Linked DNA regions of Onychostoma macrolepis: region 1 is linked to region 2. The links are chromatin contacts, called in public Hi-C maps. All regions are on one chromosome and are shown on one strand. The core of a region is the stretch at or near the end of the contact, and the rest is flanking DNA. Distances in the headings are between cores, read along the strand shown. Region 1 holds the start of glg1a (golgi glycoprotein 1a). Region 2 holds the start of phrf1 (PHD and ring finger domains 1).

Region 1 (4,343 bases), core at 1,709-4,208, 180 kb before region 2:
TTACAGAGAAATCATTTGTAATAGTGATGACCAGGCTGGAATGAACATCTAGTAAAATAACCTACAATGTGATGAAGAGCTGAGAAATAGCTAACAAATATCCCATCCATTGAATTACCCCTGCAATGTGATGATCAGCCAGAGAAAATGACCCACCATTAACAGGCCCTGCCTGCCAGGCCTGAACAATCCAATACAACAGATCACAGAACCAACGCTAAACCCATAATCAGCACAAGTAAAGGGAAACCTAGCTCTGCTAGTTAAGAACCGTTCAACAAATGTTCAACAAAAGTAAAAGCACTGTGTGTGTAATCAGTAACTAAGAGCTAATTACCTGACTCGCATTACACATCTATCAGACCACCTGACACCGGCAATAAATGGGACACTTCAGAAGTATTATTACACAAGGACCTCAATGGTCATATTGCTTCCGTATTTGTTGATCATGCAACGATTCAAACGTTGACCCTTGACAAACTAATAGCAGTACTCACTTATCATGAACCCAATGAACACAGCACAACCAGTCAGTCAAGTCGAACAAAAGCAGAAATTCAGTTTACAAGCCATCCTTGTTCATACCAAGGATGATAACTATAACGAAACCACAACTTTAAAGTTTTAATAATCGTTCTAATTATACCACAACTACAACACCGAGTAATGATATCCCCAGAATCACTTTCAGAATTTTTTTTATAAGTATTTTTATTGTTATTTTTTTAGGTGAATGCAACTAAAACATACTAAAAACAAAAATATTTGCAAATATTGTGAAGAAATATTATATAATATTATATATATATATATATATATATATATATATATATATATATATATATATATATATATATATATATATATATATATTATATATATATATATATATATATATATATATATATATATATATATATATATATATATATATATATATATATAGAAAAAAAAAAAAATTTTACAGGTAAACCTATTCGTGATAATTATAATTCGGCTTATAAGAATGATATGAAAAATGAGCTTTCTCGGAAGTGCCCGATGCAACATTATATCAGCCAATTTATCTGCTGATTGTTGATTGAATGTTCATTTATTCAAAGCGTGCATGTTTGGAACAGTCTTTCCTCTGTTGAACACAAAAGAAAATATTTTGAAGGATGTTGGCAACCAAACAGTTGACGGTAGCCATTGACTTTCACAGTAAGGTAAAAATACCACGTCAACGGCTACCGTCAACTGTTTGGTTGCCAACATCCTTCAAAATATCTTATTTTGTGCTCAACAGAGGAAAGCAACTCTTACAGGTTTGGAAGACATGATTTTTGGATGATCTTTCCCTTTAAGATGTGGGCATGGCACTCAAAAATGAAGGTGAGCTTGGGCTGCTGCGTTCCACTCCACTTTTAGACATGCACTCGCGAACTTCCTGTTTTGACCGAGGGAGCGAGTCTGCTTCATATGCACACTTCAGGCCGCTCCATAGACCACAATGCAACACGATTATGACGTCATCACAGACCGCGTTTAATTTATCCCCACCCCAACCAACTCTATAATATATAAATAATTTTTTTTAACATTTAAAACAGCCCAAGCATACCTATATACATACGGAACGCTGCACCGAACAAATTCGTAAGGGGAAAAATGTAAACAATAAACCAACTGTATAGCAAATTCGAAAGTGATCAAGGGCTCAGGACGTCCCAGTTCAGCCCCATCGCAAGGGTTCGGCCAGAAGTGGGCACTCATGCAACGTAATCAATGACGTACATCCGAGTAAACGAGACAGAGGCAAGTTTGCAAAAGTGAAGGGACTGGAACACAGCCTCGGAGTCAAAAGTAGCGGGGCGGGGTTTAAGCGCACTAAATGATTGGAGAAGTCCAGCATGCGTCACCTGAGAGAAGTCAGACCATTTAACTGAAACACTGAGTTATTAAATTAATTAAATATTAAAAAGTAAAATTAAAATAAATATTTGCATAAAGCACAAACGTTCATAATACATAGATTTTAATGAGTAGCAGTGATAATGCCGACTTCAACAGAAGCCATTGTGCTCATCTCATTTGCTAGCATTACATAATTCACCACCCTGCTGCTATAATATCAGCGACCGCATTTTTCAAAATATCACATCGGTCGCCGCGCGCTAGCAGTGCAGGTGACGTCACAGAGGGGCTGACTCAGACCGCATATTTGGGCGTGCAGCTGAGCTCTAAGTAGGCAGCTCATTAGGGATTGAGACACGGCCGTTAACAGGAAGCACTCTATTAACCGTGATAACCGGATCTTCAACCCCCCAAAACTGCTTGTATGTGACATTCAGAGGCCTTTCTTGTCAAACTGCGTCTGATGTTTAAATATGAATAAAATCTTCTCACGCTTGTTGCTTATGAATCTATATGATCTTTAACTTATGAATGTCGCACAAATGCACGAAGACGCTGCAGATCCAGATGTGTGTTAGAATAACACAGTAACGTAACGTTATGCAGACTATGATCGGTCAGTTCTGCTCTGTACGCGGCTTTAATCGCCACGCGCTCACAGACTATGCGTTAAATACAGACTCGGCCGTGTTTTCTTACGTCTTTTCGGTCCTGCAGGCACTCGAGCACGGCCAGGTTGTTGTTCCAGGAGTGTTTGGGGCAGATCCGGCTCACGTCCTCCCGACAGGCCGCCTCCTCCGCGAGCTTCCAGCCGCCGCTGCGCCGCACCGCGGAGGCCCCGTCCAGCGCCGCCGCTTTGCCCTCTCCCGCCGCGTTTCTGCCTCTTTCGGGATTATCCGCGGCGTTATCGGTGTCCGATTTGCCTCCATGAGCGGAAGACATCCAGCCGGAGATGAATATCAACAGCAGCAGTCGCTGCACACGTCTACACGCCGCCATCTTCGCGGAGACAACTTACGAATCCTACTACGGCCAGGAGGACGCTCATGAATATTAATTAGCACGCTCTGACGTCGAGTCGCTTCCTGAAAGTCCGAGCTGGTTGCCTTATTAATATTCATGAGCTAAATCCCCAACCGTAGTAGGATTCGTTAGTTCTCGGTTGAAGTGGTGCGGAATTCAGGGTTCACGAACTAAACATGGGCCACGTAGACGGAGACTTAGAGATACTTGGTTTATTAGATGAAAGGAAGATAAGGAAAGAAATTAGCATGAAACAGTGAGTTGAGAAATGGGCGGGGCTTAGAGGTCCAGAGACTTTGTACGATGGGTGTGTGCAACTATAAGTAACGTTATTTTTATGTTTTAACTTCTCACTGTGTATTCTCAGTCAAACCATTTTAAGTTTATTTAGTGTCTTTATTCAGGAAAAAAATCATGATCCACAACGCTGCTGCAGTAACGCGTAATATGGTGTTGTCATCTGGTTCCTGTAACTTTTCTCAGCGATGACCACGATGCACCAATCACGATCGATTACGATTACATGATTGTGTATTTATTTTAATAGAGATTCTTTTTGCGTTTGAATTACATTTTATGTCAAACAATACTTCAAAATTTCTAACATTTAAATTATTCTATCTTTTATAAAGCAAACGTATCTTGCAAAAAAAACAAAGGAATATAGCTCAAGCCTTCGAGTTGAAGGGAGAATGCGCCCTCTGGAGGAAGACAAATTTATATTCTGCAGAAACAATTTTTATTTACATGACACAACTTCAGAATTATGCAAGTTGTAATGTTTTATTACACTATCTATTTACGTCTGGCCGTAGATTTCAATTACAGCACATACGTTGCAAAAAGGGTTTATATATATATATATACATATTTTTTTCTGAAGGTTTTACAGAGGTTTGTACATAGAATATTTGCTTTATTTGTAATAGCATGTTTTTCTTAAAATATGGTGAAATAATATATATTTTTATAGATATTGACAATATTCTGTGATTTATGGAATAATAAAAATATTCAAAATCCCATTGCACAAACCTTTAACTATAAAATGCCAACAAAATGAAATAATGTTGTTTTTTGGCTTTATAATGTAGATTTCTGAATTTATGTAAATTAGTAATTCGAATATACCTTGCATATTTAAACATATTTCAGAAAACTTGCAATACAAAACAATTATTTTAATATACTATGCTTAATAATGGAAAGGGGAAAGTATGGTGAGATCTGTTAGTTAAAATATTGGCACTATTCACCTGTTATTTGTAGTAAAAAAAAAAAACAATAACTCTTATTTTAATAACATATTTAACCATGGCCCAAATTTTGCACACAACCCTGTTACTGCTGGACCACTGCAGAGGAACATTTCTTAAATTTATGACACCCAAGAAATAACGATTTGACTCAAATCCCTGTTA
Region 2 (4,443 bases), core at 1,108-3,607:
CTGACCTGCTTATGCAAATCAGCGCTTGATCGACGTGGCAGTCAGCCAATAGCTGGCCGAGCTCCTCGCCGAAAGCCCGCCTATTAAATGGAACTATCGAATTACAGCGTCGGAGGGGCTTGACTGGGAGCATCAACTCGTTCGGTGGATTTTCTCAGAGTTATAGCGGGGTGCGGCGCGTTCGGTTTTGCACGTCTTACTTTAGGAATAAACCATTTTCGGCGCACTTATTTTCCGTTTTTCTGATGTGCCGCTAAACATTTGCGCATCATACTTTGCGTTTTGATTTTTGAGAGTGGAATCTGGTGTAAAATTGCTCTGTTGATACAACTGCGGGTTGTTTTTACGCGTTTTAGAAAAAGATCTCCCCGCGTCCTGAAGGTGGTTGGACTCTGTATAGTAAAGCCATGAAGCTAGTGTGGATGTGCACGTACGAAGGATGCAGAGAGAGAGAGAGAGAAAGAGAGAGAGAGAGATGGCGCGAAAAGTCATTTTGAAAATTAGAATGGCTTTTTTTTTACATTTTTTATGTAAGCTGTCACATAAAGTTGATTATTTTCAATTAAAGATAAAGATATTTAGAGTTATTATGCAGTATTCCAGTATAGGGAGGGCATGGAGTTGGTGTTTTAAAATAAACGTTTGATTTAGATGTAATATATATATATATATATATATATATATATATATATATATATATATATATATATATATATATATATATATATAAGCATATTATATATAATATGCTTTACAAATAAATAAATAAAGTAGTAAAAAGCTGATTAGGGAATTGCGACCTATGGAGCCCCTAAAGGGACATGAAGATGGGGAAAAACGAGACTGGAACACTGATCTATATATAAATATATAGGTATATATATGTATTAGTGCTTCTGAGTTCCCTAGCAAGACTTTTACATTCTCAACAGTATTGCGTTCCCCAAAGAAACTTTGCATTTGCTCACATGTGGGGAAAAAAAATTACATTCGCTCTCAAATTTTTTTTGCCGTTTTTTTTTTTTTTTCAAATGTATTGCGTTCACTCAAGAAACTTTGCATTGAAATATATATATATTTTTTTTTTTCTCATACCTCATTATTTTCATAACAAAAGCTTGAGCGAATGTAACATTTCTCGAGGAATTCAAAATTTTCGCAAGCGAATGCAAAGTTACTTTGAGGGAACAATTGTTTTGCGAGAGAACGTGAAAGTTTTGCAGGCGAACGCAAACGTTTTTTATGAGAATGGAAAAGTTTTGTGAGTGAAAGCAAAATTTCTCAGAAGTACACAAAAGTTTTGCCGGGGAATTCAGTCATTTTGTGAGAGGAAGCTAAAGTTTTGCGAGTGAAGCGCGAGCGAGCGCAAAGCTTCTCGGGTGAATACAATACTTCTGCGAGAGAATGAAAATTTATTGAGGACGCATATTACTTTTGAGATAGGATGCAAAAGTTTTGCGATCAAATGCAGTGTTTCTCAGTGGAACACAATATTTTTGAGAGAACGCATTTATTTTTGGAAACACAATAAATTTTTGCAAGTGAATGCAAAGCTTTTTGGGAAACACAAAAGTTCTGTGCAAGAATGCAAAGGTTTTGCAAGCGAACACAAAGTTCCTTGTTTGAAAGCAACACTTCTGCAAGAGAACACAAAAACTTTACAAGTGAACGCAAAGTTTCTCAGGGGAATGCAAATGTTTTAAGAGAAAATGCATAAGTTTTGCAAGCAAATGCAAAAGATTTGCGAGAAAACGTCAAATGTTTTATGAGCGAACGAAAAGTTTCTCAAGGAAAGCAAAAGTTTTGCGAGAGAATGCAAAAGCATTTGGATATAATTTTTCTTCTCGTCTTATTTTCATCTCATCATGTCCCATTAGGGCCTCGACCAGTCAATGTTGTGAATTAGACTCATTTAGATCATTTTTCATGCTCACGCTGCTTATCTAAATAAATCATTTAACAAATGACTAAAATGAATTAATAATTTAATAGGGACAACAATCTTATCAGAATTTACCAGTCAATTTAGAAAATGCATGTTGACCAGCAGGCGAAAAACAATATAGAGTAAATATACAAACAATGCTTTATGTAATCATCGTGAATGCTGGTGAATTAAGCAAAAAAAAAAAAAGAAATGAAAAAAAAAAAAAAGACTAAAATGTAAACAGAATACCTGAAGAATGGTCGACAGGGCTGTGTTTGCAGCACTGAACGTTTAGTTCATGAATATTAATCTAGTCATGCTAAATTTGCTTGGTAACCTTGCTAATTAATATTCATAAGCCCAAACCTTTACCTAAGTAGGATTCATTGTGAAATCTGTCAGTTGACCACCGCCCACTTTCGGCCAATCGTAGAAAGCCTATTGGGCGGAGCTCCCGTCACCTCATTAATATTCATGAGCGAATCCTTCCCATAGTAGGATTCGTAATTTCTCCAGCCGGCAGCGTCAAAGACAAACGCCGTGTGGACTTCAAAACACAAATAATGTCTTACACAACCTTACAGGGTAGGTACAGATGCTCAAAACTATAACCTCCCCGATGATTTCAATAAATGAGACAATTACCGCCTTTAAAAGCTGTTTTATACGGCCTGGATATGAAATTGAACAAAAATAGCTGTTGAGTTAAATTTAGACTAAGGGCAAGAAACACAGATAGCGTGTTAGCTTTAGCCCTAGCTTTAGTACAAGTGTTCAAGGCTCAGTTTTACAAAATAAAACGACTTTTGGCTTTTTGCAATGATTATTTTTCATGTTTGCAATCCACCTCATTATAGCCTTCCTGGAGTGTGTAGTTTAAATGAAGCATGTCGGTGTTTTTATTAGCTGGCTTGGTGTTAGCCGTTAGCATCAAGTCAGTAACATTGTTTCGTATAAATAAAGCACTGAGAGTTATGTGCATTGAGACATTTGTATCAAACTGTACAAAATTAAGACATTTATGAAGACATTTTAACGTAAAAAATGATCTAAGGCATTAGTTTGTGATGGTGTGTCTATTCGAATTTGGCTATTTGATGTAGCAGGTGTTTTGCTGTATTATATCTATGAAAGATAAAGATTATTAGGTTATTCTGCTGTATTTATGCTGTTAGATATTGTATTTAAATGTTGGTCACATTTGGAGTGGATGCTGACATTGTATAATGCATTTTTGTGCCCTACAGGTTGTTCAGTGCTGAGAGATATCTAGATCAGATCAGAGCAGAGCAGAACCATGGATGAGGAGGACAGCCAGGATGAGCTGATCAACAGGAACATCTCCCACGGAAAAGGAAAAAGACCTGCCATGTCCATCATCTCTGATGACGGTTTGTAATCTCACATCAATAAATGGAGCAACACAGGAAGTGTTGTATGCCCTAAATCATCTCTATCCATCCTGGAAAGCCTGATACATGAAATAATACTCAGAAAAATATTATTTTTATGAAATTGAACAGTTTATTAAGACAAACGTTTAAAAAAAAAAATAAAAATCTAAAAGAAAGTTTGTATGTGTTCTTGTATCATATTTGATACATAAAGCTTTTATGGCTCATATAATATGATACAATATCAGAGTTATTGCTACATTTATTTGATAAAAATCAGTAAAGATTTCACAGCAAAAATATATATATATAAATCACAAGGTGAAGATGGATGTTTGTGCAATTTTTACTTGCTAAACTTTAACTTTTTAAAACATTGATACAGGGTTTATGCTGATCTGTGTATCAGATATTATGTAGTCAGGATTGCATAAATACATATTTTTATTTTGTTTTCTGTTGTATTTTTAATGACTTCTCTTCCTGCATGTCACTGAAATTCAGAGGACAACTCCGCAGATGAGGGGGAATCAGAGGAAGGAGACACAGGCAGCGAGGAAGATGATGACGAGCAAGAGGAAGTCCTTGATGGAGAGGAGGAGGAGGAAGAAGATGAGGATGAAAGTGAAGGTAAGATTTAACTTCAACATGACTTTTTTATTTACATCTTTATTGTTTTCAATTTTAGTTGATTACATGAACATTTAAAATTTTTTTTGACTTTTAAAGCCACCTTTTGTATGATCTATTTAATGATTTAAACGACTGCCAGAATAATAATATCTTAATATTAATTATCTTCTTAAGGCCTTTTATCACCGCTAAATGTTAAGCTCACGATAAAATCTAAACTGACAGTTCATGTGTTTTTATGCAATATTGCAGCGTTTAAAATAAATGATTTATGTTCACATCATTATTTTTTAAGATGTTTTCATCTTTAATATTTTATTATGAAAATAAATACTAAAATGCATGTCTAACCACATGAATACAATATTATCTCAGTTGTATAAAAGTGTTTTCCAACAGATAACCGATCATGTGGCACATTAATCGTTAGGAGTGGTGTGTTTGCATTTGCCCAAAAATATGCATATCGTTACACTGATCACACCATCC

Evidence for each region. A called contact is a pair of places that touch in the nucleus more often than the background predicts.
Region 1: a Hi-C map of muscle shows a contact between it and region 2, with 2.9 times the contacts expected there. The contact joins the promoter of glg1a here to the promoter of phrf1 in region 2. A contact is called at or near these places in 2 of 2 Hi-C or Micro-C datasets (both in muscle).

The regions. Positions count from the first base shown.
Region 1 is chr25:20,875,854-20,880,196 of ASM1243209v1, reverse strand. glg1a (golgi glycoprotein 1a) reads right to left here and starts at 2,958. Exons shown (of 27, transcript XM_058766996.1): 1 at 2,599-2,958. The coding sequence starts at 2,898.
Region 2 is chr25:20,694,751-20,699,193 of ASM1243209v1, reverse strand. It overlaps phrf1 (PHD and ring finger domains 1), which reads left to right and starts at 2,357. Exons shown (of 18, transcript XM_058766828.1): 1 at 2,357-2,512; 2 at 3,175-3,318; 3 at 3,826-3,951. The coding sequence starts at 3,225.